2 separate regions of the Sus scrofa genome follow, and region 1 is linked to region 2. A link is a contact called in public Hi-C data. All regions are on one chromosome and are shown on one strand. The core of a region is the stretch at or near the end of the contact, and the rest is flanking DNA. Distances in the headings are between cores, read along the strand shown.

Evidence for each region. Hi-C and Micro-C count contacts between places; a contact is called where the count stands out from the background.
Region 1: a contact with region 2 is called in a Hi-C map of liver, with 2.9 times the contacts expected there. The contact joins two enhancer-like sites. A contact is called at or near these places in 4 of 47 Hi-C or Micro-C datasets (embryonic fibroblasts, heart right ventricle and liver) and 2 of 2 datasets of contacts at active chromatin or transcription factors (alveolar macrophages and skeletal muscle).

Annotation. Positions count from the first base shown.
Region 1 is chr12:22,248,064-22,250,763 of Sscrofa11.1, reverse strand. No RefSeq gene overlaps it. Among named protein-coding and RNA genes, the nearest start is that of MSL1, 12 kb to the right of the region's middle. Within about 2 kb of position 1,358, at least 63 of the 83 cell types and tissues checked have an H3K27ac peak or open chromatin away from gene starts, as enhancers often do. A contact at or near this core is called in liver and skeletal muscle, where this site is marked.
Region 2 is chr12:22,058,587-22,061,286 of Sscrofa11.1, reverse strand. The region is part of intron 2 of RARA (retinoic acid receptor alpha); the gene reads left to right. Among named protein-coding and RNA genes, the nearest start is that of GJD3, 20 kb to the right of the region's middle. Within about 2 kb of position 1,401, at least 27 of the 83 cell types and tissues checked have an H3K27ac peak or open chromatin away from gene starts, as enhancers often do. A contact at or near this core is called in liver and skeletal muscle, where this site is marked.

The sequences.
Region 1 (2,700 bases), core at 109-2,608, 190 kb before region 2:
TGCTTTCCTCTGATTCTCATAGAGCCTTTTTCTCTCACTTCTCTGCACGGTTTCCTCTCTGTGCCTAAAAGGCTCTGAGCTCAAGGAGCAGACAGCCCTGCAGGCCCAGCTGCAGTGACCTACATTGGCTCTCCCCTAGGCCCTGGGTGTGGGGGCTGAGGTTTCAAGATAGGAACTTGGGAATCTGGCACAGGTTAGGGATGACAGGCTGCAAAAGCAGCACAGAGGGACCTCAAGGCAGGGGGCGCCACAGGACTGAGTTCTCACTTTGTCATTTGTGGACAATATAAGACTTTCAGCCTCCAAGTGCAAAAGCATTTCTGAGCAGTGACCCCCACCCCCACCCCCCAGAAAGGAGCCAGAGGTCTCTGACAGGCCTGGTCTCTATTCATTAGATTTGGGAGTGGTTTCTGCCTGCTCCCCATTCTCACTGAACCCACCCCAGTCGGCTACAGCTGGCTGGAAAGATTTCCTTGGCCTTGATGTAGACCAGTGAGTTCAAATTTCAGCTGATTTATTTCAGGAACATGGAAGCTGAGTAGAGGCGGTCAGATATGCAAAAATTCAGTCCCAAGCTTTACTATATAGAGACTAGTTCCTTAGACCCAAGGACTCTGGGAAGGATCCAGAAGGAGCCCCAAGGCTGAACGACCATTTACGAAATCCTCACCTCAGGACCCTGATAGCTGAACCTCTCCTTCCAGCTCTAGGCCTTCTGGGACAGGGAAGGCAGGTTCCGAAATAGGGTTTTTTCCCCTTTTCCCACCATAAACCAGTGTTTAGGATGCCCACCGCATCCAGATTGTGGATGTTTTGCCCTGGCAAGGAAATCCTCTTGCGGGGGCGTGGGGGTGGAATTAGGTGGTGGTGACAGAGAATGATAGATGAGCCTTTTGCTTAGCAGAGAGGGAGAGAAAGAGAGGGAGAGCGCGAGCAGGCTCTGCAGGATTGGGTGGCTCTCCTGTCCAAAGGGCTTCCCCTTGGCCAAGCCCCACCCCAAAGCCCAGGAAGTCCAGAGCTTGGCACGTCGCCAGGGTGAGAGCATTCCGCAGGACTCTGACGGGCTGTGGGGGAGGGTGGCGGTGTTCCGACCACGAGGATGGGGGAGGGGGAGGAAGCGCGCAGGGGAGGAAATGACCACGGAGAAGAGGGTGAGGGTAAGAGGCGGGGACCTAGTTCCCAGTCCCACGAGCCCCTTTCAGAGAGAAGGGCTGAGGCTGGACGTCTTTCCAACGGCCATGCGAAGGGGCTGCAGCTTCGGAGCCAATGACCCTTAGGTCACCTCTCTGCTCAGGGTCACAACTGACATCCCAAACTGTCCTCGGGAGAGTCTCTCCCCCCTCCGGAACCCTGGGACTGCGGTTGAGCTCGGGAGCCCCCGCGTGGCGAAAATCTGGAACTGCGGCTGGGCTGGGGGCGGAGCCCTTCGGCTCCGCCTCGGTCTCTCCCCCAGCGCCCCGCCCTTTTCCCCCACTAGGCCCAGGACTCTGGAAATAGCACCTGGTAATGGGAGTGCTGACAGATGCTGAGTTATAGGGGAGCAAGTGTCCCTGGCCCTTAACGTTCTAGCTTGAGGACTTTGGAGCTGTTTCTCCTGAAACTAGGTGCCCCAGGACTCCTCCCATTCCCTTCCACACAGGGCTCTTCAACATGCCCCTGGGTAGTGTGCTTCTTGGCTACAATGACGTCCCCTTCCTGTGCCCCAAGATTTGCAGCTCGGGGGTTATCTACTATTCACAACCCGCTATGACTTTGGAGGGAGAAATGGCCCCTGAATACTCTGATTTGATTTGATTTTTTATTTATTATAATTATTTTCTTACTTTTTAGGGCGGCACCCAGGCTTATGGAAGTTCCCAGGCTAGGGGTCCAACTGGAGCTGCAGCTGCAGGCCTACGCCACAACCACAGCAATGTGGGATCCAAGCCACGTCTGCGACCTACACCACAGCTCACAGCTCACGGGATCCCCGACCCACTTATCGAGACCAGGGATCAAACCCGCATCCTCGTGGATACTAGTCCATGATTTGTTTCTGATGCGCCACAAGGGGAACCCGCCTCCCAATACTCTGATCTTAAATTTACCCTTCGCCACTCTTCCTCCTCTGAGCACCGCCTCACTTACAACTCCTAGTCTGCCTCCAACCACATACTTTCCATCAGCCCAATTCCCTACCCCATCTCTGAACCTCACATCTCATGTGAGGAAAAGAAGTGGAGAGGAAAATAGACAAAGCCTAGGTCAGAATTTTTCCCAAGGAAATGGTTTCCTCTGTTTAGCTTCACTTGACCTATTTTCTAGCTTTTTTAGCCCAGCTCTGTGCATCAAGCCTTTTCACTGGACTAATTTTTGGTGTCCTGCCCTCTCCACCTTCCCCCAACATGATTTCTGAGAGGCTCTTCCCATCCAGGACAAAAGTTCTTAATTCTGAGAGAGGAGGATTCTCCATTTTGGAAATATCTCCCAGCTTGAGGAATCTGAGCCCATAGAGGAAGAACCAGCATCTCTGGGGAAGGAGCGGTGATGGAAGTGGCAAGAAGCGGAACACTCACTGTAGGAGAGAGGTCACGCTCCCTTATCCAGGCCACATTTAAAGAACTGGTATCGGGGATCTCAGAGAGGTCTGCCAACAGCATGAAGAACTCTAGGGGGAGTTCCCCTTGTGGCACAGTGGGTTGGGAATCGAACTGTAGCAAT
Region 2 (2,700 bases), core at 152-2,651:
GGAGGCTGCAGGCTGGGGACGGAGGGAGAGAGGGAGGCGTGAACGTGGGTGGGCTTTTGTAAAAGCAGAAAGGCACAGGTGAGAGGTGTGACCCATGCCGGGATCCTCCTTCACATCCTCTCGGAACTCGAGGAGGGTGTCCCCTGCTAAGCGGGATCATTGGGGCCTGGCTGCCAGGGTCACTTCCTCCACAGCCTTGGCCGCCTTGGCCAGAGGCCTGGGGCGGGGCAGCTGGGATCTGAGACCTTGGGCTCTAGCCTCTGGGGGCTGTTCAGCTCTTCCTGGCTCCACACTGGGGGAGTGGGGTGTGTGTGAGGAGGCTGGAGTCCAGCTGGCCTTGGGGAAGTGGAGGCCTGTTGGGGTGGAGCTGAAGGCCTGGCCTTCCCTGTTCCCAGGCTCCTGGTGTAGGTGTGTAGCCGGGGGCTCAGCTCCCAAGGCTGTAGGCTGGAGGGTGGCTGTGGGAGTTGTCATGGGGCCACAAGAGGGACCTGTAGGGCGGCGACCTGACTATCTGGAGTACACGGGGTCACTGCCGAACCCCTCGGTGTAGTACGTGTAGGTTCTCCGGTGACAGGGAGCCCTCCAGTCCCCTTACGCTCAGTGCCCCACTTCCTTCTGCCACCTCCAGCGAAGGTCGGAATTGATGGTAGGTTGGCCGTGGGAGGAGGCCTTGCAGATCCTGCAGGGCCCTGGGGACCGTGCCTCCCTCCGCGGAGCCCGCGTTTCGGGGCACCAGAGGACACGGGGTACACAGGATGTGGCTCTCCATCTGTCCCCCACCAATCTCGCCGCTCACGCCTCCGCCCGCTCCCAGACGTCCAAGAATGTGAAGCACGTGGATGCCCGTAGTGGGGGGAGGGGGAGATGCTTATCGGCCGCCGCTGGGTAGGGGCCTTCTTCCGCCGCCCGCGCTGCACCCAGAGCCACCCCCACCCTTCTCCGGGGTGGAGGAAGGGCGGACCCAGGGCCCCGCGCCCCGTCCCCAGCCCTCCCCGGGGGCCGTGAGGGGAGCCGCGGAGGAGCGGGCGCCAGCTGGATTGGGAGGGGAGCCGCTGGCCGGGGGCCCGGCTGATTTCCTGCTGATCTCCTCCAGGAAACCGGCCCCTTGTGCGAGGCTGCGAGCGGCTGTGGGGCGCGGGGACTCCCGAGCGCTCCGCGCCTCCTGCCCGCCCGCCCGCGGTGGAGCCGAGCGGGGGAGGGGCACGGTGGCAGCGCGGGCGGGAGGGCACGCCTGGCTCCCTGGGCCGGTGCCAGCCCTCCGCTGGGCGCTGGAACTTTGAGCCGAGAAGGTGTGGCGCTCCTCCCGCCTCGTCCTTCTGCAGGAAGAGGAGAGATTCGTGGGCCGGGCCCTCTGGGGAGGGAGGTGAGCCGGGAGGGGCCCGGCCGCGGCCGTCCTTCCTCTCCTGGGTCGGGCATGCAGAGTTAAGGCAGCAGCCTCACTCTCGCAGCGGCTGTGAGGGGACCCTGCTCCCCTAGGCTGCTGGCTGGAGGCCGGGGAGGTGGGGACTGGGCCAGGGTTCTGGGTTCAAAGGGCGCAGTGGGAAACCTCAGAGCTGTTACCTGGGTGACAGGTGGGGGTGTGCTGGGGGGTGGGGGTGCAGCCCGTGTCACTGCCTCAGAGGCAGCCCGCTGCTGTGGGGTGGGCCCAAGGGAGGGCTCTTTGAACTCAAAGTGTGTCCCCCTCACCTCAGGTTATCTCCGCCCTCCTGCTAAAAAACACGTTTAAAAAGCACATTCTTCCAGTTCCACAAAGAGCCTCTGGACTTTGCCTTTAGCTCCAAATTTCTGCAGGTCTTTGCCCCTTCAGTCGGTCCCTGGCCTTAGAGCTGTCTGTCCCTCAGCCAGATCTCCCCCATGTGTCTCCCCACGGCCCCTCCCCTCTCTGAGCCCCGCTCTGTGCCTTGAAGCTCCCTGGGTCCTGTCTGGTCCACCTCTAAGGTGGGGGGCCTTCGGGGAGGTGGGCCCCAGGCGGAGGTTGGATGGGGAGGGAGAGGAGGGGAGGTCAGCGACTCCATCCTTGCTTGTTGGAACGCTGACGAGATTCTAGGCCATGGTCCCCCCACCTCCCCTTGTCCTTGACACCCCCCCCCAACAGTCTGGATTGTCTATTGTTACTCCTTTTACGTCTTGGAAAAAGTTAGCACAACAAAGGGCTCCTTTGTCGCTCACCCCTCTGCCTCCTGGCCTCACCCAGGCCCCCCAACCCCGCCCCCCACCCCCAGCAGCTGTTCTCAGGCCTCTCGCCTGTCTGATTTGCTTGTCTGGCCTCCGGGAGAGTGAGGCAGGGGAAAACCAGGCCAGGACCGTTCGATTTGGGGTGAGGAGCAGAGAGTGGGGGAGATCAGCGAAGAGTCTGTGGACCTGTGAGGGTGTGGGCATCCACTGTGCCTTTGCTGCAGGCTGGTCCCTGGGCAGGGCCAGGGCCATGGGGCCATGGCAGTATTGGTCAGCCAGGCTGACTAGGAAAGCGGTGCCCAGGCCCAGTTAAGAGCCAGGAAAGTCCTGCCAAGGTTGTTGGCCTGGCTCCCTGTCATCAACTGCCTGGCAGTCCCTGGCTGTGTCTGCAGGTAAAGGGGGAGGGTATCGGGATGCAGCTAGTCGGGCCCTGCCCCGCCCCCGCCCCCATGCAGGTGCTTCTTTTCTCTGTGCCTGGACTTTGGGGCCCTGTGAGTCATGAGGTGCTAGGAGGTGTTTGGGCAG